Regions from separate parts of the Hordeum vulgare genome. Here region 1 is linked to region 2. Evidence: chromatin contacts called from public Hi-C data. All regions are on one chromosome and are shown on one strand. The core of a region is the stretch at or near the end of the contact, and the rest is flanking DNA. Distances in the headings are between cores, read along the strand shown. Region 1 has its middle 120 kb from the start of LOC123405206. Region 2 holds the start of LOC123402081 (4-coumarate--CoA ligase 3).

What was found. Hi-C and Micro-C count contacts between places; a contact is called where the count stands out from the background.
Region 1: a contact with region 2 is called in a Hi-C map of seedling, with 3 times the contacts expected there. The contact joins the enhancer-like site here to the promoter of LOC123402081 in region 2. A contact is called at or near these places in 3 of 6 Hi-C or Micro-C datasets (leaf and seedling) and 1 of 1 datasets of contacts at active chromatin or transcription factors (embryo).

Annotation. Positions count from the first base shown.
Region 1 is chr6H:123,338,157-123,345,039 of MorexV3_pseudomolecules_assembly, forward strand. No RefSeq gene overlaps it. Among protein-coding and RNA genes, the nearest start is that of LOC123405206, 120 kb to the right of the region's middle. Within about 2 kb of position 4,500, at least 3 of the 3 cell types and tissues checked have open chromatin away from gene starts, as enhancers often do. A contact at or near this core is called in leaf and seedling, where this site is marked.
Region 2 is chr6H:123,133,889-123,140,581 of MorexV3_pseudomolecules_assembly, forward strand. It overlaps LOC123402081 (4-coumarate--CoA ligase 3), which reads right to left and starts at 3,648. Exons shown (of 6, transcript XM_045095947.1): 1 at 2,810-3,648; 2 at 1,883-2,236; 3 at 1,572-1,770. The coding sequence starts at 3,481.

The sequences.
Region 1 (6,883 bases), core at 3,250-5,749, 210 kb after region 2:
TTCGCCTCTTTAGTCCCGGTTTGGTTTTAGCCCGGGACTAATGTGACCATTAGTCCCGGTTCGAGCGGCTGGAGGCCAAATGACTTCTGTCCCGGTTCGTTAAGGGTCTTTAGTCCCGGGTTGAGCCACGAACCGGGACTAAAGGGGTGGTGGCAACTGTTCGCCTGGTGCGAGTCCCTTTAGTCCCGGTTGGTGTCTCAAACCGGGACATAAGGTCCAAACCGTTCGCATCCCGCGTCGTTTTGCGCGATGAAAAACAGGATAAATGGTATATTACCGCGATGGCTACAGTAACTGCGGCCATTTTGTTCATCTCCTTTGCTCTCTCCTCTCTTATTCCACATATCTTCCATCCAGAATGATCCAATCACTCGCTACGGGAAGGTGCTCGCACATGGCACGACCAAACTCAATGTCGTCTACACAAACGACAAGCCATGGTGCCGCGTTTTCTTTCCTATTTCAAGGAACGACTTGAAATGGCGGAGGAGAAAGACATGTTCATGGGGCTTGATCTCAAGTACACGGCCAATCAAGAAGTTGTTGTCGTCATCCAACTTTGTTTCAAGATAAATGTCAAGGTCTTCCAATGGTCAAGGTAAGTTTTGAGGCTTTTCTTTGATCAAAGGTTATGAAAATTGCATAGGATAGCAATATGTTCCATTTGAATCCTAAAGACCAATTTCTCTTTAGTTGTAGTGAAACAATTTTTCTTTTTGCATATTGGCAAAACCGTGGGAGAACATATATGTCATAGTTAATTTAGGGTTTCTTGATCAATTCATAGTATATGAAAATTGCATAGGATAGCAATATGTTCCATTTGAATCCTATGAGAAATATCAATTCCTCTTTAGTTATAGTGAAAGAATTTTCCTTGTTGCATATATTTATTATTTTGATTCATATATGAAAATTGCATAGGATAGCAAAATCTAGGGCTTCTTTTATTCCTCTTTTGTTGCAGTGAACAAATTTTCCTTTATAGTTGCATATTATATCTGTGCCAAAATATACTTGTTATGATTCTTAATTATTATACTTCTGCAGAAATATACTTGTTTTGCAGTAGTATGTAACATTTGTTCCATTTTAATTTGTTGTTGTTGCAGTAGTGACAAGCATTGTCCAGTACTCATGGACTTCCTTCGCAGCGGCATATGTTTTGCTAGCGTTGATATAAGGAATGACAAGCTCAAGATGAGGCACAACTTCGGTATTGAGATACCAGCTGACTGCCACATTGATATCCAAGACATATTCATGCTTCAACAAACGAGCACTTCGATAGCTCATATGGCAGTCACCCTGATCGACGAGGAGTTCACTGATATGAAGACCAAATTCCCTTCGGATCAGCACAAAGACTGGGAGACAACCTCACTTGACGGTATCAACATTGAGTATGCAGCAAAAGATGCGTACATTGCATACGAGTTGTACCACAGGATTCGGATCATGAATAATGGCCAGCGTCACCTCGTACATCAAGCATCACCACCACCACCACCAATTTGGGGATATTCCGATTCAGACGAATAGTGTTCGCGACGACAAACACTTCTATTTCTAGCTATTATTATGTATTGCTTGGGGATATCTAGCTCGGACGAGTATCTTTATTTATGTTCCTGTTTAAATATGATGTGAGCAAGATTTTTAAAGCATTGTGATGTATGATACCATGCCAAGTTTTAACCTTTTTAGAGTTCATTTGTTCTCTTTTTAATTTCAGGGTCATTTACCTAAAAATATCATTAAATGCATGAAAAATAGCAACTGAAGTTAGAAACTGTTGAAATTTGAGGATGTGGCTTGGAATGATGCATATTGAATGCACAAAAAGTCTGCAGTTGAAACAAGTTAACAAAAATTACACCATAACATATAACCAACACATCAATCTTTATGGAAAAAATCATACGACCCTTAACAATAAGCTTCTCTGATGTCCTCAAGAACATTACAGAACTAGTCACCATTCATCATCATAAGCATGATCACTGGCATATGAATATGGATTGCAATCAAGAAGTATAAATCTTCACCTAATAAACACAAAGCATCAACTACTAAACATTTACCAGCATAAAAAAAGTGATCACAGTAACAGTTCTACACCAATAGCACCTAGATGCCTATATCGATGGAAAGGGGTGATGTTCGAGATGGATATGGTGTTCTCGAATACGAAGATGTGCCCGTCATCGAGAAACACGGAGAAGCACAAGGTGTGCCCTACGTGAGCTAAGGAGGGGGCCATGTCAGCCCTTGACCCTTTCCCTTGGGGTGTCCCTCTAGCTCCCAACTCATTTTCCTTCACATATATTTGTTGGATTTTTATTGACTCTAAAATTGATTTTTTTTGCATGATCTTCTCAATTTTCAGGGATTTCAGTCTCTATCCAATGCAAATTTGTATATGAGAGATAAATGATGGCAAATATGAACACGCATAATAGATGAACATTTTATCTTATGAAATTATGATGCAAAAAGTATGTCTTACGGTGATGTCGAAGTTGCTTGCTTGGGAGAACTGATGAGGATTACGCCAATGTGCAACGTTTTTGTCGTTTCTTCGATTTCTTGTATGTGCGAGATCAGTGGTTTGTGATGGTTGTCGCTTGATAAGTCTTTTCTTCTTAGTTAATAAAAATGTCAAGTATTTTGCCCTGTTTTAGAAATAAGAAAACTTTGGCTAGGAACGTAAAACTATGACCTATGAGAAAAATATAGGACGAGGATTTGCGGCACGCAAGTGCGCGAGCACTCGGTCCCTGGTGCCGCCTTTTTATTTTGGCTTTCGATTTTCAAAGTTCTATATCTTTTAAACGAAAATTACAAATTAAGTTTTGTTTTAATATTCTGTTTTTCGTGACCAGCGCTTTCACATAATATCTATTTTAAATATATTTTGATGACTTTTAGAAAAAATATGTTAAGTTTCATTGTTGAAACTTTAATTTTTTTTTGAGGGATTTTCCTTTTTACTATGCCCTTGTGTGGGATTCAATTATTTCACAAATCGAGTAGCAAATTGAGCAGATGGTAGGACTTGGCTGGTGTGTGCATGTACTTACGTGTCCGTGAATTTCAGGGAAAATGTATTTTCTTTCAAATTCTGCAGTTTGACAACCTGATTCTTCTATTTTTCATATAATAAACTTGATTCTTATTTTTCTCCGTTGGAATTCCTCAAGAATTATTTTATAGAGTCATAAGCAGAAAGGGACCACCAATCAATGTGCTTAACAATCGCATCTTTACAATTCGAATCGGCAGATTACCACCAGTATTGTGATCTACTAACACATCTTACATTCTTAAGAAGTTGGTCCGAATTCTTTTAACATACAAAGTGTCCACCTTAACATCCCATTAGGCATTGCATTTAAATCTTCTCTCCCACTAAGCCAATAAAAATCTGCCACATAAGCACTCTAAACATGCAAAGTGTCCACCCAACGTCCCACTAAGCAATGCATTTAACTCTTTCCTTTCACTAAGCCATGCAAAATCTGCCACGTAAGCAAGCCATCCATTTAACATATAAATTACAATTATATTTTCATTAGTCTATGCTTGTAGCGTTGTCACACCATATATTCATATTAGTCATCCTTCTCATCTGTGTTCGAAATAATATTTTTAAATCTAGTTCAAAAAGTTTATTCTATTTTAGACACTTTCTTCTACTAATTTTTAATTTTATACTTTTTCATTAGATTTATAATTACTTACGCATTTTTTAACAAAATTACCGCAACAACGCACGGGAAGAGAGTCATCTTCACTACTCATGTCCATTATTTTCCCAATGAAGAAGACACTATAGCTTGGACAACTCCAAAAAAATTCAAACTCACATTATGCTCCTTCGTTCCAAAACATTTTACAACAATAAACAAATCAACTATAATAAATCTCGTATATTTGTTCATGCTCATATTGTTAATTGTAACAATCATGTTCCTCATAAACAAGGGTTATCTGAAAAATATTGCCAGTAATTCCCGGGTAACGGGCGAGGAATTGTCTAGTTACTAAAGTTAATCCAGAGCAGCGAGTGATTGACCGTAGGTGGCGGCGCATAGCGGCGAATATTTCCGCATGCCACTACGTCGCATGATGCGCGTCGCCAATATACACTGTCGTCCCACAATAATAGAAGAAACCTCTACCAAAAAAAAAAAAACATGTACTAGTCAAACCATGTTAACAGTATTACTCGCATGCCACTAGTACCCGTCTACCTCGTCAAGGTTTGGGTCGGGCCGGGCGGACAGAACGCACGGCCCATCGATTCCACCTACCACCAGCCGGTCCAACACAAACGAGTGGTGGTGCTGGTGAAGTTCTAAAAAAAAAACGAGTGGTGCCGACTGACTGCCTAGCGATGGTGGAGGGAACGACGTCACGCTGACGCCACGGGGCCGTCGCGTCCTATCCTCCCAGTCCCAGGGCTCCCCGTTGGATGCGCGAGTGGGTCGGCCGCTCCGGCATGCAGGCAGGTCGGGGAAATATCGAGCGCTGGCTCGCGTGGAGTGGCCGCGGGTGGGTTTGGGTTAGTGGGCAGGGCAGCGTAGAGTGGCGGCGGTGCGCAGCGCAATTGAATCTTGTTGGCAGTGGTCCAAAGTGAGTGCAGCGTACGGTGGCGTGCCATGCGACACAAGGGAAAGGTGCACACGCACGACGAGTCCTGTTATCCAGCATGGCTCACTACACTGCACAGAGCGGCGGACTATGTGTCTATGCTACCCTTTCTTTTTTCTTTTCTCGGAGAGGGCGTCTATGCCGCCATGATCGGTATCGGCGAAATACAGATTCGTGTGACCGTCAGGTAAGAGTGATATACTCCAAGGCTTGTCACCTAGGATGGATTAATAAGACATGTTCGCTAGCCTTTCGTGGCTGTCTCGTGTGCACACACTAAAAAAAATGGCACGTCGAGCTAGCCTGGAACTGGGAACATGCATGCCTCGCTCCCGCTACTAATTGCCTGGCACGTCTGTTCCAGTTGCACGTAGAAGCTCTTAATCATAGGCATAGCTGGCTTAGGGAATACTGACATTTTGACTTGCTCATGTGCTTTTATTAATGATGGCGGGGAACGCGTGTGTACGTTCTTTTTTTAGGGAATAGTTGCCTGTTTATTCAAAGTTCATAGCCCCTTTTGAAATTAACTCCGAGCTAACACACTCTCCAGCCACAAAAGCCAAGTTTTACATAAAAAGTTACAACAACTTTCCCTAGCTGGGATGTGTGCAACTTCATTCGCCGATCGTGGCAGGTGGCACCCAAGCAACACTAAGCTCCTGAAACAAAGTAAACAAACCCTTAATCGCTTCAACCAGTTGCTCATTAGCTGAAAGATCATTTTCCTCGTCTGTGATATTCCGGATCGCCACATGTGAACGCGTGTGTATACGTTCTGACATGTTCATCCCTTCACATGAACCTCTACCGAAAATGTTTACCCTGATTTTTCTTTGGATATGGAATCTATATACTTGACGTCACGCTCTGCTCTTATTGAAGGAAAAAAGAATTTACATAATCTCTAAAAGGAAGGGATGATTAATGAAGTCCCGTCGGTTGCTGCTTTTCTCCAAACCATTGAGAAAGGCATAACAAAAAGGCTCAACTGGTATGAGCCCCAAAATGCAATGGGTGATCTCGTGGTTTTTGGTTTTTTCCATTGACGATGAAACTTAATCTGTGCTCGAGAGATAGTCTCCATACACAAATTTGCATCTATATGGGATGTTATCTGAACCGCGCCACCTTTCCTTCATATGTCCGACTGCAAGGTTTCTTTGGAGCTGTTTTCGGGAGGTTGTTGGCGGCGGTTGGTGCCACGACAACTTCCTAGATATGTCTAGTGAGGTGCTTGGTACCTACAATTCCAATATGCGACTGACCCTCTGGGTTATCAACGGTGCCCTCTTGTGGACACTATGGAATATCCATAATAAACTTGTGATAGAACATGTGATTCCTCTTCGTGCGAGTGATGCTGTATTCAAATTATGTGGTTTTCTACAACTATGGTGGTCGCTTAGCCGGTACCATGGCCTGGACTCCATCGGTAGAGCTGTCGCTGTGCATCGGTCCGTCGCCACCCGCATGACCGTGCCACCACTCCCTCCTCCGCCTCCGGAGTGGATTAGCGTAGCTATTCATGGACCTCCTTTTTGGGGGATTATTCTGCTACTCCCCCAGCGAGACTTCATGTTTTGTGTGTGTGTGTGCGTGCGTTGAACCTTCTTGTTACTTGTATGCTCTGGTAGAGGCTTTATAATATAAAGCGGGGGGGAAATCCTATTTCGTTAACGCGCCACCTTTCCTCCCGAGGAGAAGTTAAATGCTCACTATGTAATAAGGAAAAAATGCACTTGAATGTTGCATCTTCTATGGTCCCTTGTGAGCTACAGAATTGTAGAAATGCCTTAGTGTTTAACTGGTGTACTTGGATAGATGTGAAGCAAGTGTGGGCGGGATCTTGACATGTATGCTAGATTGGATAAAAAAAATGGTGATCTCCAAACCGGTAGGGTGATGATCTTTCTAGAGTTGATTGTTCTAAAAATGTCGGCTCCGCTAGAGATTGAGCCACACTGAGAAAATGCCATAACAGGGCTGAGGTGATGGCAGGGCTCATGGGAGATTGGGAGAGGCTACATCCAGAGAACAAAAGCATGGAGGGAGAAACTCTCTAAGTTTCTTGCAGAAGAATCCTCGCAGTAGAGAGTTGATCCATGTTGTGTGCTTGGGTAGAGTTGAGTTTAGATAGGTGTGCGCTGGGAGTATGTTGACTTGTGTGCCGCGTATGGTTTTTTCATTTTAAACTTACGTTTGTAGGTGTTGTAACAAGCCATTC
Region 2 (6,693 bases), core at 2,398-4,897:
GTGGTTGATCTTAACAGATAGTAGTCGTAGTTGTACATGAATCACTTTTTTGGGGCGGGGATCACGGCATGAGTAGGTCCGTCTCCTTGATCATGAGGGTCTGACGTGATCTCCACTTTGCACGCAAGTACCAACCCATGAGTCGTCAAGCTGCGCAGACCTAACAAAATCCTAGTAGACTGGCAACATCTCAAGATACTTCATTTCTATGCCAATGTCATGGTCATGGCAGTGTATTTTATTCTGAGTTGAGCACTGTAGTAGTATGGAAAAGAGGGATACCAGTAGTACTATGTATTCTTTTTCGTCAACTAGATAGATAAATTAATATTAGTGATTGGGTTCTTCCAAGATGCATGTGCAGTCTCAGCCGTCCGTGTCCCTGTCCTAGTCCACAGCTGCCGGCCATTGGTATGCTCATATCCCGCCGGCACCTACAGCATCCTTCCTCTTGTTCCTCCACCAAATTTTGGCTTTGCCTGGTAGCACCAGCTTGTCCATGTGTGGGGTACGTTACGTTGCATCCTTATTTTTGTTTTGGTATTAGGGTTTCATCTTTGTTAATGTGCAACTTGGATTCTGGAATTGATCGTGGGGTGTGTGACGGTGACCGTGAGCTGTGTGGGGGAATGTATGATCTGCAGGTTGTTAGCAACGTGCGTGGCTGTTTATTCATTCATTGGCCGAAAACCAACAATATACTACTGCTAGTCTGCTAAGGATGCAGTTGAGCGTGTCGTGCCAACAACCACGCGCCTGCGGCTGCTAACCCAAGAACGTGGAGTGGAATCGACGGGAGGGAAATCCTCGCCCAAACAATCATTGGAAGTTCAGAATAGACCTTGGAGCTGGACCAGGAAACTTCTTTCCACGAAGCATCCGCTCACCACCACCTTAGGGCTTGTTCGGTTAATCCCCACCACAAGGGAATTAAAGAGGATTGGAGAGGATTAAGGTGGATTTTAACTTACAGAAGATTTAATCCTCCCCAATCCACTCCAATCCCCTTCAAATTCGTTGCAACCGAACAAAGCCTTAAAGTGCCCCTCCCCCAACTAGTAGGAGGGCAGATCAGATCAACTTCTTTTTTTCTCGTCGTTTTTTCGTGTGATGACGAAAGAGTTTGAAGTTGTGATGACTGATGACTTGATGAGGACAGTTCACGTTGAACGGGCCAGCGTATATTTTTCTTCTTCTAAGAGCTACCAGGTCAGCTGTTTCGGCTCTCAGGAGAAAAATCAGGAAACGCGGTCTTGGGTTGCTCATCCAAGTCCTCGTCCGAGTTGGAAAAACAAAAGGCTTTCGTGGCGGTCGCTCCGCCCAACCGATCGGACGGCCGGCACGGACCAACCACGACCAGATCAGTAGTTGCAACCTATGCGCTGGGAGCAGCAAGCTTGTCGACATCGCCGGTAGCTGCCGCCAACGCGCCAAATTAACACGCAAAGCGAAAGGCGGGCATGCCAACCCGAACGCACGCCCACCCGCCAAGTGTGGGGTGGTTGACACCACCAAGCCATGCAAGTCGAGACAGACGGACAGACAGAGTAGACAGAGAGTATTGGTGGTACCTTTCATGATCTGCTCCCCGCGGATGCAGATCTCGCCGGGCTGGTTCCGGCCGAGGGAGGCGCCGGTGTCGGGGTCGACGATCTTGAGCCCGGCGTTGCGCACCACCGTGCCGCACGACCCGGACTTGACCTTGAACGGCTCCTTGGCGAACGCCAGGCACATGGCCAGCACCGGCCCGGCCTCCGTCATCCCGTACCCCTGATCGGAAACCAAACCAAACGCTCGTGTCAGCCGGCGGCACTCGTTGATCGACGGCCAGATCGAGGCAACCTGATCACTATTCACTAAGCGGACGCGGCGGCGGACGGACCTGCCCGAGCACGGCGTTGGGGATCTTGGCCATGAAGGCGTCCTGCAGCTCCTTGCCCATGGGCGCGGCGCCGGACATGACCATGCGGATGGACGCGAGGTCGCCGGCGGTGACCTGGGGGCTCTTGGCGATCTCCACCACGATGGGCGGCACGAAGGGCGCCACCGTGATGCCGTGCGCGCGCACCAGCTCCACCAGCGCGCCGATGTCGAACTTGCGCATGATCACCATCGCCGACCCGGCGCGCAGCCCCGCCAGCAGCACCGAGTTGAGCGAGTAGATGTGGAACAGCGGCAGCAGGCACAGCAGCACGTCCTCCTTCCTGAAGTACAGGTTCGGGTTCTCTCCGTCCACCTGAAAACCATCACCATTTTTCATCAGAACACATCTACTCGTAGGTCGTCAGCAGTGGGTGTAATTCGAAACCTCTGACTTTGGCGCCAAGCGCATCGTGTTGGTCAGCACGAATCTTGGCGTCTGGGACGCACTCACCGCGGGCCCCGCGTGCAGGGAACCGTATACCAGTGGAAGGATTCTACTACTGTAGTAGGAGTATATACGAGATGCCAAGAATAGATGGAAAATAAACGCACGGATTTATGAGCCAGCCTGCCGACTTGATTGGCACCCAGAGCTCTGACCACGCGGTGGAAAATAATATTCTAATAGGCACTGACCGGTGGGTCCGGGCATTACGCGTACACCGTGGGCCCACCTGTCGTGCTCTGTTGCGATTGCGAGTGAGGAGCAGCTCAGCAGCTACGGAGGCTGGCTCGGCGCCGACAGGAACGGAATTGTCCCACGCTGAGCTCCGTTGACCCAAACGTGGTAAATGATCGAAGCGGAAACGGAAGCGGAAACAGAGGTGGGAGCAGAGGAAAATGGAGAATCCATGAACGGCGCGTGAGTGAGAGACGCTGGCGGTACCTGCTGTGCGACGCTGGTGATGAGGCTGCGGTGCGTGAGCATGACGCCCTTGGGCAGCCCGGTGGTGCCGGAGGAGTATGGCAGCGCGACGACGTCGTCGGGGTGGATCCCGGCCTCCTCGGCCTGCGGCAGCTCCTCGCCGGCGATCAGCTCGGCGAACTCGACGCACCCGTCGCGCTTCCCGTCCACGGTGACCACGGGCAGGCCCTTGGCGGCCGCGTACTCCAGCACCTTGTCGACGGCGCAGGCCTCGGTGACGATGAGCATGGCGCCGGCCGCGTCCGCCTGCCGGTGGATCTCGTGCGGGGTGTAGAAGGGGTTGGCGGTGGTGGTGGCGGCGCCGAGGCGGGCCGCGCCGAGGAAGGAGAAGGCGAACTCGGGGCAGTTGCGGAGCAGGTTCATGACCACGTCGCCCTTGCCGACGCCCATCCGCCGGAGCCCCGCGGCGGCGCGCCGGGACAGGGACTCCACCTCCGCGTACGTGTAGGAGGCGCCCGTCTGGCCGTCGATGATGCAGGGCCGGGACCCCACCTCCGCCATCTTGGCGAAGCAGTAGCTCTGCAGCGTCTGCTCGTTGGGGATCTCGATGTCCGGCAGCCTCGACCGGAACACCACCTCCTCAGCCGCCGCCGGCGCCGCCGCCACCACCGTCTCCTCCGGCACGGACCCCATGTCAGCGATCGTCGTCGTGCTAAGATCGACCGACGAGCAAAAGACTAATCCTAGGAAGATGGTTAGATTAGTGGGCGTGTGTAGGAGGAAGAGGAGGAGACGGCTGCTTTGTGCGTGCGCGGGCTCGCTTGATCGATCTCTGCTCTCCTGATTCCTGAAGAAGGACGGAGGAAGGGAAGATGGCGGGTGTAATATACGGGGTGTGAGTTGGGGAGTTGGTGGGTGGGGTCAGTGGAGGATGACGCGTGGGGCCGGGATGGCAGCGAGCTGGGCAAGGGTTGGTGAGAGCGGCCGGGGGTTCGTTGACTGTGCCATCGTTTACCTACCCCACCCATTATCAGTATCAGCGACTGCCCTTCTTCCTCCGGAATGCTGCTCCACGCATTGGTCGGCCTCTCGTGCGCCATTGGGGTTGGTGACGACTGAGACGAGTGGCCATTTGCTTCGCAAGCCGGGAGATGTGTCACGGCTGGATGTCGACACGGCGGTGTCGTCTCTTGTGTGGGAAGTGGTAGGACACGGAAAACACCGGGGGATGGTTGGTCCGACTTTTTCGTGTTGAACCTTGCTGGTCTTTTGGGGTTGAAGTCTGCTGGATTTGGTGGATTCGGGTTCGGGCGATGGTTCCGTTGGACGGGCATGTCTCGCCTACTACTGGCGGTTTCTGGTCGCTCGTTTTCACTTGGACTTTGGATGGGGAGGGGGGCTATATTTGTGCAAGCAGAGGGGCCTTTTCAAAATTCAAAAAGAGCAACCCTTTTTTTTAATTATAATATGCGTTCATTTATATCATAAATTTGAAATACAAGTCGCGTAAAGACCGGCATGACAAAACTGAAAATGTAGCGAGACGTCTTTGAGCTTGATGCCAACGCCTCTCACTTGTCTCCGACAACACCACAGCAGTCATCGAAGAAAAGAAAGACAGATCACCTCCTCGTCCGAGTTCGATGCGGCTACATCATCGATATGCCGCTTTGCGAATCTTCAAGGCAGTTCATCAAAAATGAAGTCCTTGCCGTTGAACGAATCAGACCGAGGCAACACCCGCACATGTCATCGAACTCCAGATTTTGTATCACATCACGACTAAACAGTCGAAAGAGGAAACCATATCTGCCATCACGAACCACGAACGCAGCACATGTTTCGTCTTTCACATGTCATAGACGCAGACCACAATCTGCATTCGCTCATGGGCTACCTTCCAAGCTCTGCGTTGATGCTGGAGCAAACATCGCCACAATGACGGAGTCTGGGGACACATGTTCGCCACAAAGATGTTGTCGTCCCCACGCCATCCTTACTTGAACAGATTAGTTTTCAAATCCATCCCAACTATAAGACAGATGTGATAGACTTTGGATCGGGTAGGGTTAGAGATAAACGGTGACTTTTACCTTCTTCTTGGTTCGAGGATCCCGAGCCTGATGCCATGGGGGATGGCGACGGTGGCGATAGCAGAGAGTGGGCGAAGTAGTGGCGGCGGTGCTTCCCGTCACTTCAGGGCTAACCTAGGTTGATAGGTTGTGTTGGTGGGGTTGGTGGCTGCGCGGCGAACCTCGTAGTGCGTGTCCCGATCCCCACCTCTTTATATGGCCCAGCATGACAGGGGCCCGTCAACCATAGGAGGGTTGAGCGCCCCCGATCAGGGCCCGAGGCAAGGGCTCGTTCGACCCGTTGGGCTCAAACGAGAGGATATCAACCTAACATTCTCCCCCTTGATCTCAACTTTCCTTTTAACTTTTAACTTTATACTTTACTAGTTTCATCACTGATTAGTACATAGAGCATGTTTCATCGTCATAGCTCAATTGCCGATAAATCAGGCAGGTACAACACACCTCTCTGTTTTGAAACAAATTATGTTCCTTTTGGGCCTCTCATGATCCAGGAATCATATGCTTTCCCTTAAATCCATGTCGGCTAAGTGTTCCTTGAACACAATGGGTGATAAGCCTTTCGTTAGCGGATCCGCAAGCATATCCTTTGTCCTTATATGCTCGAGACTTATAGTGTGATCCTGGATTTTATCTTTCACTACATAATACTTTATATCTATTGTTTTGGTAGCATTACTCGACTTGTTGTTGTTAGCACAGAATACCGCGGGCTGGTTGTCACAGTACATCTTTAGTGGTTTTTCAATACAATCTACCACTTTCAAGTCGGGTGTGAATTTCTTTAACCATATAACCTGTCTGGTGGCCTCAAAACATGCTATAAACTCTGCTTGCATCGTGGACGATGCAATTATGGATTGTTTGGAGCTTTTCCACGAAATAGCCCCTCCAGCGAGAGTGAACACATATCCTGGCGTGGATTTTCTATCATTTCTGTCTCTCATAAATCTGCGTCTAAATACCCTTTTATCTCTAGGGAACCAAATCTTCTGTATGTTAGCATGAGGTCCTTTGAGCCTTGCGCATAACGCAATGCTTTCTTTACCATCTTCCAGTGCTCTATGTATAGATTCTTTTGATATCTACCGAGTACCTCAGTGATAAAAGCTAAGTCAGGGTGAGTGCACACTTGTGCATAGTGTAAACTTCCAAAGGCCGAAGTATATGGCACTGTTTTCATTTGATCGAGCTCGTACTGGTTCTTGGGACAGTAGAATTTCCCAAAACTTTCACCCTTGACTATAGGAGCAGGTGTGGCCTTACTCGCATGCATATTATACTTTTTGAAAACCTTTTCTAAATATGCTTTCTGCTATAGTCCTAAAACTCCATTTTTCCTATCTCGGTGAATTTCAATGCCCAAAACATATGATGTTTCACCAATGTCTTTCATATCAAAATTTGAGGAGAAAAACATCTTTGTTTCTTGTAGCAGACTAACACCATTGCTAGCGAGCAATGTATCATCCATATACAAGATTAGGAAAATGTATTTCACATTTTTGAACTTTGCATAAACACACTTATCCTCAACATTCTCTTTAAATCCAAATATTTTAGTTGTATCATTAAACTTTATATACCAGTGTCTAGAGGCTTGCCTTAGTCCATAAATGGATTTCTTCTTGCAGCATCCCATATCTTCCTTGCCTTCCATGATAAAAACCCTTTGGTTGTCTCATGTAAACATTTTCTTCCAAATCCCTGTTTACAAATATCGTCTTTACATCCATTTTATGTAACTCTAAATCAAAATGTGTAACCAATGCCATTATGATTCTGAAAGAATCCTTACATGAGATGACGGGG